Regions from separate parts of the Mus musculus genome. Here regions 1, 2 and 4 are each linked to region 3. The links are chromatin contacts, called in public HiChIP or PLAC-seq maps. All regions are on one chromosome and are shown on one strand. The core of a region is the stretch at or near the end of the contact, and the rest is flanking DNA. Distances in the headings are between cores, read along the strand shown.

The links. HiChIP or PLAC-seq counts read pairs in DNA pulled down with a chosen protein or histone mark.
Region 1: an HNF4G HiChIP or PLAC-seq map of pancreatic cancer cells shows a contact between it and region 3. The contact joins two enhancer-like sites. A contact is called at or near these places in 1 of 484 Hi-C or Micro-C datasets (embryonic stem cells), 4 of 115 datasets of contacts at active chromatin or transcription factors (the NIH/3T3 cell line, bone marrow-derived macrophages, effector CD8 T cells and 1 more) and 3 of 9 other capture datasets (adipose tissue, embryonic stem cells and pancreatic islet).
Region 2: a FOXA1 HiChIP or PLAC-seq map of pancreatic cancer cells shows a contact between it and region 3. The contact joins two enhancer-like sites. A contact is called at or near these places in 2 of 39 promoter capture datasets (frontonasal cranial neural crest and hematopoietic stem and progenitor cells), 8 of 484 Hi-C or Micro-C datasets (adipose-derived mesenchymal stem cells, cerebral cortex, liver and 5 more), 5 of 115 datasets of contacts at active chromatin or transcription factors (the NIH/3T3 cell line, bone marrow-derived macrophages, a colorectal cancer cell line and 2 more) and 2 of 9 other capture datasets (embryonic stem cells and liver).
Region 4: a FOXA1 HiChIP or PLAC-seq map of pancreatic cancer cells shows a contact between it and region 3. The contact joins two enhancer-like sites. A contact is called at or near these places in 1 of 39 promoter capture datasets (hematopoietic stem and progenitor cells), 5 of 484 Hi-C or Micro-C datasets (embryonic fibroblasts, group 2 innate lymphoid cells, muscle stem cells and 1 more), 3 of 115 datasets of contacts at active chromatin or transcription factors (bone marrow-derived macrophages, embryonic fibroblasts and pancreatic cancer cells) and 1 of 9 other capture datasets (embryonic stem cells).

The regions. Positions count from the first base shown.
Region 1 is chr10:59,424,073-59,426,772 of GRCm38.p6, forward strand. It overlaps Oit3 (oncoprotein induced transcript 3), which reads right to left. Exons shown (of 9, transcript NM_010959.2): 8 at 1,305-1,404; 9 at 1-40. Among named protein-coding and RNA genes, the nearest start is that of Gm36318, 16 kb to the right of the region's middle. Within about 2 kb of position 1,434, at least 18 of the 459 cell types and tissues checked have an H3K27ac peak or open chromatin away from gene starts, as enhancers often do. A contact at or near this core is called in pancreatic cancer cells, where this site is marked.
Region 2 is chr10:59,824,336-59,827,035 of GRCm38.p6, forward strand. The region is part of intron 8 of Micu1 (mitochondrial calcium uptake 1); the gene reads left to right. Among named protein-coding and RNA genes, the nearest start is that of Gm23803, 7.9 kb to the left of the region's middle. Within about 2 kb of position 1,251, at least 91 of the 459 cell types and tissues checked have an H3K27ac peak or open chromatin away from gene starts, as enhancers often do. A contact at or near this core is called in the NIH/3T3 cell line, a colorectal cancer cell line, muscle stem cells and 3 more, where this site is marked.
Region 3 is chr10:59,637,336-59,640,035 of GRCm38.p6, forward strand. No RefSeq gene overlaps it. Among named protein-coding and RNA genes, the nearest start is that of Mcu, 22 kb to the left of the region's middle. Within about 2 kb of position 1,431, at least 83 of the 459 cell types and tissues checked have an H3K27ac peak or open chromatin away from gene starts, as enhancers often do. A contact at or near this core is called in the NIH/3T3 cell line, a colorectal cancer cell line, embryonic fibroblasts and 4 more, where this site is marked.
Region 4 is chr10:59,508,018-59,510,725 of GRCm38.p6, forward strand. The region is part of intron 1 of Mcu (mitochondrial calcium uniporter); the gene reads right to left. Among named protein-coding and RNA genes, the nearest start is that of Gm40671, 66 kb to the right of the region's middle. Within about 2 kb of position 1,409, at least 67 of the 459 cell types and tissues checked have an H3K27ac peak or open chromatin away from gene starts, as enhancers often do. A contact at or near this core is called in embryonic fibroblasts, muscle stem cells and pancreatic cancer cells, where this site is marked.

The sequences.
Region 1 (2,700 bases), core at 184-2,683, 210 kb before region 3:
GCACCCCACATACAAGGACGCGGCAGTGTAAAAATACCTCCTGAAGGGATAAGGACAGTCAATTGTCACTGTAGGCGACAGCAGAGAGCCAACACAGTACCTCTCAGTTCACAAGCCCCAACTAGAGGTGACAATGACAATCTTATATTTATGGACAGGAAACCAAGGCTTAGGATAAGGAAATTGCCCAGTCCACACATTAAGAATGTGGCCACAAGGAACAGAGACACATGGGTGACCTCAAAACCTAGCACTATAACTCTGATACGCTGAAGAGACTTTAGGGGAGCAGTGTCCTGTGCCTTAGCATTTTAGTCCTCTGGACTGGGAGGGGTGCTGGGGCCCAGTGCTCATAAAGAAGTCTTTTTCAGAAGGGTCTGCTAGGCCAGGATCAGTTACTCAACTGGAGTTTTGGAATAACAAATGGCTGCAAAGGTCACTTAGAGGCGTTATGGGAAAGAACCTTGCTCTGTAAAGCTTGACCTGAGCTGTGTTTCAATACTGCCAACAGCAGCAAAAGGGATCCATCTTGTCACCCACAGCCTCTTGGGACAGCCTCTTGGGACAGCCTCTTGTCAGCTTGACCCCCGTGTACCCTGTTAGGACACTGTTAGGACACTTTCTTCACCCCTGCTTTTCTCATGTTCATAATTTTAAAGACTGCTTAATGTCCCATTAAACTGATAGTGTGGCCCCTTGGCTGTGTTTATTTGAGGCCCCCCTTTTGCCCTCTTAAGAGCACACTCTAAAACATAATCTGTTTCTGTGAGATCGCCAAAAGTGTATTTAGCCAAAAATCATGTGCGAAGTTAATGACTGTGGCATACTGCCAGGTAACTTAATTTAAAAATATATATCAAATTTATGCTGTTGTTGTTCAGTTCCTATGGCTTAGAAGGCCTCGTAATTTGTAGTTTCCCATACATTCCATGTAGGACACTCCCTATTATGAAGTTATGTCCTATGATTAGCATTCTGGGTTCTACTCTCTTCCCATTCCTGGGCTGTCTTTCCATGAAATTCCTGTCTAAATCCTTTGTTGAACTGACGGCATCACTGGCGTTTTACATTAATCTGCCCACAAAGATTCCAAATTATGGTCCTATGATATTCCTTGTGCACAGCCACTTTATGTGGGTGTGGTGAGGGGCAGGCAATTGTAATTTGTGTGAATCCAGAGTTTAACTATATTCTCCCAGAGGTTGTGCAGAAGCTAACCACAGGCTCTTAGAATGTCAGTGCACCAGGGCAATAAGAAGGAAGGCTCAGGCATGGGGTTGTGGGACAAAGGGCATCCAGCTTACCTTGTGGTCTTTGCCCACAAACTTGAAGACGGGGGCTTGGAAGTGCTTTGCTAGGTGGTCCCTGGATGAGTACTGCTTTACTGAGTCATCGGAAACACAGCTAAAAGTAGGATAGACAGCGTGTCAGACCTGATGGCTTCCACAGAGGCAGCGTACACTCCCAGCCAAGGCATTTGGCCCAAGGAGAGGTGAAGTAGGTGGAGTGTGCTGGGCTGCATGCCAGCCTTGTGAGAAGCAAGAGTCAATGGCTTCCTCTCCTGGCAAAGGCATCGTCAGACCTCATCGGGCAGGGCTAAGTAGGATGTCTGCCCTATCCTCCATTCAAGGGACCCCAGAGAACACAGCATCCCGGCTTGGATAAGAGTTCTACATAATTAGAAGCACATAGATGTGCTCTTCAGAGAGACTATTGGCTAGTAAGCTTGTCTTTCCGTCTGTGACATGTCATAGAAATCTAGGTTAGTATAGTTGTTGGTCTGAGAAGGCTCTTCCTTGGTTTTAACACTTATTTCCTGGACATAGGAGGGACACAATCCCCTAGAGGGAGTACAGAGGTGAAGGAGCCATCTGTGCACATACATTTAAGCTTCTCAGGTGACACGTGGCCTCAGATGGTTTCATCTCTCTTTTCCCAAACATAACAGCAAGCCGCCATTTCACAGAGTCTGTGGTCTTAATCTTAGTTCAGTTTGGCACATTGCTATGAGTTGCCTGTCATGATGACTGGGGAAAGGACTTACTAACTGACACACTGAGGCTTGGATATGAATGCACATTTTCTCCTAAGAAGCTAAGGACCCTCTTTGTGTGATTTGATCCGTTCTAACTTATTTTATATCTTCTTGCATGTACATGCATGTGTGCATACAGAGTCACACACAGAGACGTATACGTACATATGCAAGGATGTATTTTTCTATTTTATATGTACTAAGGGTCAAGGGAAAAACAGCAGAGTTTCTTTGAACTATCTAGACAGAAGGTGACAGTCTTTTACCCAGAGTCTAAATAACAAGTACGTAAGCAGACTTCCCAGCACGGGACAGCAGCTGACTCGTCTCTAGCAAATATAAGAAATGGCTTCTAAGCTGACCTTGTCACATTAAGGGTCAGAAACCACTGTTCAGGGTGCTGAGAGCTGTGAGGGGAAAAGAGAGCTGGGGGGGGGGGGGGAGGAAGAGCAAGAAGCTGGAGAGAACTAGAAACTTCCAAGGGAACGGGGCAGCAAGGGGAGGGAAGGACCAAAGGCCAAGGAATGTTCCTGACACACACCATGCCTCTCCCCCATCTAGAAGACTGAAGTTCCTGTCTGCCTGAGCTATGTCCCAGCTGCCATTTAGGCCAAGGAAGAAAGAGATCTTGATATGAACTAGGGGAGTGTTTAGGTTCACTAACA
Region 2 (2,700 bases), core at 1-2,500, 190 kb after region 3:
ACACACACACACGCCCTCTACCCCCACCCCACCCCACCCCACCCCACCGCACCCCTGCCAGCTTGGCCTCATTTAAGCCCTCAGAACCTAATGGCTTGGGGCTGGAGCTCAGTGTAGAGCCCTTGCCTGGTATGCACAAGACCCTGATCCTCTGCAACATGAAAAACCTCATTAGGTAGCTTTACCCCAGAAGACCCCGTAGGCTAAACTGAGAGATGCTGGCTGTCCAAAGTGAAAGCATAGAGCTGAAGCCATGAGTTTTGAAGTCGGCCAGGCTGCAGAAAGGACAAATATTGATGTTTAAGCCTTTTGGGTTCTAATTGCTTGATAATAGTGGAACATGTTACCAAAAGCCAAGTTTGTGTCTTCAAAAACTAGTAAAAATACTAATTTGAGCATTGAAATTGCTACTTGAGGCTCTCCCCTAGAAACTGCCCTTGAAACACAACAGAGGAATGTTTGTGCCTTTAGAGGGTGGAAACTGAAGGCTTTTCATGAACCCTGAGCAAGCCAGCCGCTGTCAGGTTTACAAACAAGAAGCATTTCAACTTCGAATCTGCCTTGTTCCACCCTGGTAGGGAGTTCCAGAAAGGCAGGCATGTCTATCCAGATCCTCCAGGCCAGCCCAGAGAGCCGCGGGGCACAGCTTTGGGGTAGACCCTGCCTGTAAATACATTCTGTATGGTCAACTCCAGCTCAGCCATCTGACCCTACGGGAAACCTGCTTTAAACAGTGCAAAACGTTGCCCGCTTTCAGAATTTTTATCAGTTCCTCCGTTTTGTTTCAGGATGGCAAATTGAGCCATAAATCAAACTTAAATCGAATCCCCCCAAAACTTTGGGTTTTGTCAGAAATTAATCAGTTCTGTGCAAGAGACGGAGTGACGGATGGGAACTGCTGTGGGCCCGAGTGGGAAAGGAGCCTCTGGCCTGTGGTGGTGATGTCGATTCCTTTGCAGGAGGAGTTGTGCTTTCCTTCAGCCGGCTCTCGGCCCCGCCCCTCCTCCCCACTGTTGTAGCTTATTCAGAATATCAGGGTGCTGCCCTGAAGGTTGCAGAGAAGTAGGGAATTTTGTGAATCCAGATGGACTACATCTGCTAACCCAGCTTAGTCAATTGCACGTTGCCTCAGGCTTCTTGTCTGCAAAGCAGAGCCAAGAAGCTCCACCGACCTGACAAAGATTTAAATGAGAGAGTGTACGGGGAACTTCTGGAGTGAGGTGCATGCGCAGTAAAGAGTTGTTATTGCGGTGTAGTTCTTGTGGCTTGTATACTCTGTGACTCATGAGGGAGGAAGCAAGACTGGAAAGAATCTACTCTTGGATATTTCCATTTTTATCACTGTCTTACATGTGTCATCTGCCTAGCAGAGGTCCCCAGGGATCTTCCTTCCCATGCCGCACGGTGACTCACACAGTGCTGGACAAGGAGAAGACGGTGGGGACATGCTTGTTGACATGAACTTACTTAGTACCATCTGACATCTGTGAACTCCCTCTCAGGAGAGCAGATCAACCCTGCCATGTGGGAGTGTGAGGACATTCTACCATCCTCCTGTCCTTTTGGCCCCTACTTGGCCACTAGGCCTACCCTGCCTTTTATAATTATTATTATTATTATTATTAGCCTTAATCAGCACTAGAGCTGGGCAGATATCCACCCTCTAAGCTATTAGAATCTATTTCCCCATTAATAACCCTGAGTTATAATTCTCCATGTTTCGTCTGAACTGCTCTTAACTTCAGTTGGCCAGTCCTCATAGCCATGCTTTCATGACTCTCCTACCCATGACATCTTCTTCTCCCATCCTCTCCCTCTCTCATGGTCTCCTCAGATCCCAAGCCTGGGAACTCCAAGCCCTGCCTATATCAATTCTGCCCAGCTATAGGCTGTAGGCATCTTCATTCACCAATCAGGAGTAACTTAGGGGTCAAGGTGACATTGCATCACTTGAGTCTATGTGCAGATTTTCTCATCCTTGGGGGCAACCAGGCCTTAGGGACCAGTATTTAGCATTATAATACATTATAATAATATAATTCTAATACATAGCAAAAGACCAAACCTCAACATTACGTGTTACATATTACATAGAACTAACATTGCAACTGGGACCAAGAGAGCTTCCTTGTCCTGTTTCTAAATGAAATCTCAGTGCTCTGATAAGCTTAGATTAGCTCAAGGTTCTTTGTCTTGTTACATATTTCTCTTAAGCATTATTGATGTCCTATCATTCAGATATCCTTTTTGAGAAAACTTGTTAATTACATTACGCTTGTTTGAAATCCTTAGGGATCTATTTGATTTTTGCATAAGCATGATTGATAAGACTTAAAATCCTTATTTTAAGTCTTCTCTAAGAAGCAAGGTCATGGATGATCTTAGAGACTGGTTATTACTATTAATGTATGAACTCTCGAACTCAGGAGGCAGAGGCAGGCAGAGCTCTGTGAGTTCGAGGCCAGCATGGTCTACATGCTGAGTCCCAGGCCAGCCAGGAACTCATAGTGAGAGCCTGTCTAAAAAGAAGAAAAGAGAAAAATTGTGAAATTTTCTATAGTTTTAAAATTGGCCCTGTTCCTCAAGGATGCTCCTGACCCAAGGGGGGATGGGGAGGGGTTGTCTGTTCTGAGTTTAACTGTTTGGTTTTATTATTATTGGTGCATATTAGTAACTCAGAGTAATGACCTTCATTGTGAT
Region 3 (2,700 bases), core at 181-2,680:
GATGGAGAAAGAGAAGTGATGGAACCTGGATGTTGTTGGGAAGTGGAGCCATCAGGATGTGGCAAACATCTGGAACGATGGAATGAAATGACATGAGAGCAAGGGGCAGTCAAGTACAGCCTAGAAACCTAGAGAGAGCGGGAGGGGGAGGGAAAGAGGGAGGAAAAGAGAGAGAGAGATGTTTTTTTATCGAAATGGGGAGGAAAATGAGAAGGTTCTTAATCTTGCTTGAGGCACAACACCAGACACATTGCAGTCTTCGTGTTTGCTGTTAACCTAATCAAAATCAGTGTCTGTGTATTTGGGTCAAGAGTTGCTTTAGATAAAAAAGAAAAATAAATAAATAAATAAAATGACTTGTTAGCTTCCAGACTAAGCTTTTGTTTCAGACTCTGAGATAAATTTAAATCCAGTGATGTGCTACAGATGGTTTTACTCAAGAGCCAGGCTATTGGAAAAGCACTGGAGAAACTTAATACTTCTTAGGCATTACATCATCTGGATTTACAGGTGGGAAAGTACACTAGAAACAGAGGAGAACATACTTAAAAAACTCATTACTTATTTCCTACATTTCACTATGGTCTGGCTTCTGAAGCAACGTCCCAGAATGTGTCTGTGCAGTATAGTACGTACTGCCCCCGTGCCTCCCCTTCCAACAAGGCGCTGATTTCTGCGGCCATAAAAATAATGCTTAAAAATACTTAAGCCAAGTAATTATGCTCACTGTGAAGTTTTACCGAACTAGGGACATCATTTAAAAGAAAAGACAAAAAAAAAGGACTGAAACTTTAAAACTGAGCCAGTGAACACCAGTGCTAGATGTCAGGGGCTCTTACTGGGCCAGGAGACAGGGACTTAAGATGCAGGGACTGACAAATGCTAAACATTAGAGTGTGAGCAAGCTGGCCGTGTCTTATAAATACATGCAGGGATAACAGCATTACATTGTACTTCTCTTGCAGGTCTCCCCCTCTAGACAGCAAGGGTTGGGAACTAAAAAAAAAAACCTGAGTAGAACCTGCAGGAATTCCACACAGCTAAATGCTTTACATACTGATCCAGTTAGGAACTGCTAAGAGAGATGAGCATCCCACGTTCAATCAATGCTTTATAGGATTAAGCCTGAACCAAATCACCAGCCGTTAACAGGATAGACTAGTGGCTTCGGACTGCTTCTTTGTATATTTGGTATTATGGCCAAGATGAGGAGAAACGGGCTAGTCAATGCCGGTGAGACACTCATCGGCAGGCTTCTTTAAAAAGAGATGTCAAAGACTCTAAAGACATTGGTTACTTCAGTGAGGCGGCTAGAAAAACAACTGCAGTTTGTTGCTTTAATGTTACAAGAAAGGCAGCTGGGATCCAGAGAATAGTTGCGGGTTCCTGAGGGAAAGAAAGGGAATGAGTCATTTTGTTGGAGTGTGAAAAATAAAAAAATTGGAATGTGTCTTAAGGTCCTGGCCAAGACCCAGTGGACGATAACAGAGAGCGCAGCATTTAGTGCTCTGGTATTTCACTGTTAGGTATGCATATCAGAGCTGAGGGTGTAGCCCCATAGACAGCCTGCTTGCCTAGCACCTGTACGGCCATGGGTTCAACTCCTCAGCATCTTGTGTACTGGAGTAGTAGGACACATCTATACTCCTAACACTTGGATGGCGTACAAGCTGCTTTTGTTTGTCAACTTGACCAAGCTGAAGTCAACAGAGAAAGGAGCTTCAGCCAAGGAAATGCCTCTATGAGATCCAGTTCTAAAGCATTTTCTCAATTAGCAATCAATACAGGAGGGCCCAGTCCACTGTGGGCAGTACCACCCCTGGGCTGGTGGTCCTGAGTTTGATAAGAAAGTAGGCTAAGCAAGCCATGAGGAGCAAGCCAGTAAGCAGCATCCTCTATGGCCTCTGCATCAGCTTCTGCCTCCAGGTTCCTACCCTGTTTGAATCCCTGTCTTGACTTCCTCCAGGGATGAACTATGATCTGGAAGTGTTAGACTCTGAATAAACCCTTTCCTCCCCAACTTGCTTTTTTGGTTTTTTTTTTTTTTTTTTTTGGTTTTTTGTTTTTTTGGTGTTTCGTCACAGCAGTTCCAAACCCAACTATGACAGATGATCAAACATAGTGAGTTTGAGGCCACCCTGGGCTACATGAGAGCCTACAAAACAAAACAAAACAAAAAAAAGTACTCAGTGTTCTGTGGTTTCAGGAGCCTGAAACAAGAGGATCTGGTGTTCAAAGCCAATCCGGGATATATGGAGAGACTCTGTCTCAAAACTATACAAATGAGATATATTGTCCACAAGCATGGCAGTTACAACAAAGAAAAGCTGAACTTGACGAAAGAGGCAATGAGAAAAACTCCATTCTTGATCTGCAACTTTCTCCAGTCTTCCCCATTTTAAGGATTCCTGAGTGGTGCTAAAAACCATACTTCCCATTTTACTTGGATAGATTCATTCTCTAGCTCCCATCCTTGCTTACTGGCTTTTGATTTTGAACTTTCAATGTCTTTGTACTTTTCACATGTATCAGGATGCAAAGCTCTCTCCCCTGTCGCTCCGGTGCCACCATGGCGCCATTCTCCTCCTTCCTCTCCGCGATAATAACGAGCTGCAACTGTAAGCGAGCCCCTACTTAAATGCTTTCTTTTATAAAAGTTGCTTTTGGTCACAGTGTCTCTTCGCAGCAATTTGAAGTTGA
Region 4 (2,708 bases), core at 159-2,658, 130 kb before region 3:
TAATTACCATCTTGTATAATTTACTTATGGGTGGCACATGCCTGCAGTCCCAGCACCTGAGAGGCAAAAGCAAGAGGAGACGCTCCAGGCCATCATTCCAGGCTATATAATGAGTTTGAGGCCAGCCTGAACCATATAATGAGAGTCTATCTGAAAACCCATATCTGATATGATGGTTTTAGTACATATATAGTGTTGTGTAAGCTCTATGTCAATCAGTAGTACAGTCTTGCACCATCCTCACAACCTGACATCCATTAGACGTCACTTCCTGTTTTCCCTACTCCTAATCCTTGACAACCTTCTGTTTTTATGGATTTGCCTGTTCCTGACATTTCATGTTAAGCAAAGTGACTCAGGATGTTGAATTTTGCTGAGTGGATTTTACTGAGTAGCATAATGTCTTCAAGACAGAATTATATGACATCATATACCTGTACTTCACTCTTTTTAATGCCAAACAATGCCCCATTTTGCGTGGTGATGTGGGATCCTTTAACAATGACCGTCACTGGGGTTGGATTCACTTTCTGGCTATGAGGAACAATGTTCCCATGAAAAGTCATATGTAAGTCTCTGTGCAGCACCATTTCTAATTCCTACCTGCTGTGAGGCTTTGTCTACGTCCCCATTAATACTTCTCACTACAGTCGCTCTTACAGTATTTTCCTTAGTAAATATGAAGTAGTACCTCACAGTGTCTCTCATCTCCCTCTTCTAGGGGACCAATGATGCTTTGTATCATTTCAAGCTCTTGGCAGCCATCTTTATAGGAGAAATGTCTGTTCTGATCTTTTGCCCATTCCGGGAGCCATTTGACTTTTTAAAAAGTGATTTATTTTATTTTTCAGCACACTGTCACTGACACACCAGAAGAAGGCACCAGTGAGCCACCATGTGGTTGCTGGGATTTGAACTCAGGACCTCCATCCAGAAGAGCAGTCAGTGCTCTTAACCACTGAACCATCTTTCTAACCTCTTGACCATTCTTAAAATCAGGCTTACTTTTTAAAGTTTAATGTTAGGTTTGGAAATTATGTTACTCTAGGAACTTTTGAGTGAAATTTTAAGTTTATTGGCATCAAGTTTTTCCAGCCATTTTTTTGGCTGCTGTTGTTCCAGTGCTGGGTACCAACCGCAAGGCTTCCTGCTCTGCTGCATCCTAAGCCGCCTTCTTAGCAGCTCCAGGATTTGTAGTGATAGCCTTCTTTTCTGCTTTTAATCCTGGGAAACTATGTATACTTTTAATTTCTTAGCATGGTTACTATTTCTCCTTTGATACACATTTCAAATATTGGAGGATTTCCCAGAGAAAGTGATTCATTGCTGCAGGCAGTGATTTCCTCCGTGGGTAGAGAAAATGCTATATGACTCCAGTCCTTTGGAATTTATTAATATTTGCTTTATGGCCTGATTTGAGGTCAGTTTCAGAAAATATTCTGTGTGTGCTTGAAACAGGACGAATTCCACGGTGGTGGAGGTGGCGTTACCATGGGCTTCTAATAGCAGATGATTTGAGAGTTGGCTTTGTGTGTGTGTGACAGCTTAGGTGTTTCTTGACTGAACTGAGAATCATTCACCCGCAGCAGAGCTCTCCTTTAACAAGCTATTGGGAGAGTACCCTGACTGCATGGTGCCCTCTAAGAGGGAAAAGTAGTATGTATGCATGGTGTGTGTGAAGGCCAGAGGAGGCACCATCCTCTGTTTGCCTCATGCACTGAGACAAGGTCGCTCACTGATCTTGGACTTGCTGCATTGTGAAGGCTGGCAGCTAGCAAGCCCTAGTGTTCTTCCAGCCCCTATGCCCTTCTCCCCACCCCCATGTGAAGAGGTATAGGTGGTTGTGAACTTCCTGTCTCGGGTGCTGGGAACTGAACCCAGGTCCTTCTCAAGAGCATCAAGTGCTCTTAGCCGTTTAGTCATCTCTCTAGCCATGGCTTTCTGTTATATGGATGCTGGGGAGCTGAACCCAGGCTCTCAACGTTTGGACAAGTGCGTTTACCTACCAAGTCATCTCCCCAGCCCCATGCTTGATTCCTTTTTTTGTCAAAGGCCTATTTCATGTTAAGAATGCAGACATTCACATTAATATCATTAAAAGGACCAGACTGAATCTGAACTAGAAAAGGATGCCATCATGTAGTCCAGGCTGGCTTTGAACACCCAGTCTTCCTCCTCACTGCTGAATTATGAGTGTTCATTACCACGCTTAGCTTAAAACCAGCCTTTTAGAAGAAATACAGATTATTCAAAACGTTTCTCACATACAATTCAAAATATTTAAGCACCAGATGAAATTTAAAATTAGCCGACTACTTCACTACATTTTATATAAAGAAAACGCTTCATTAGAAAAGTGTCAATCTTTGGATCGCATGCAGATTTGCAGAACCAAATGTTTAGTGTGGGGAAAAAAAACCCCTTAAGCCCTATAAGCTTTGCCATAGATCTTTGCTTCCTTCCTAGTCTGTGTCCAACAGGACAGGAGGGCACTGTTCTCACGGAAGGTAACATCCATCAGGAGGTGGATCGCCAACAGAAAGAGGACAATGTTGGAGATAATGGAATCCAGAAATAGACCCTCATGTCGGGAGTCCAAGTTCAGGTGTCAACACTGAGTGACAGGGCTGATTGTTGTGTCAAGTCTAGTATGCCACCATTTGAGAAAAAAAGCCAGGGAAAGCATATAGATGGGGCACGGTAGGGAA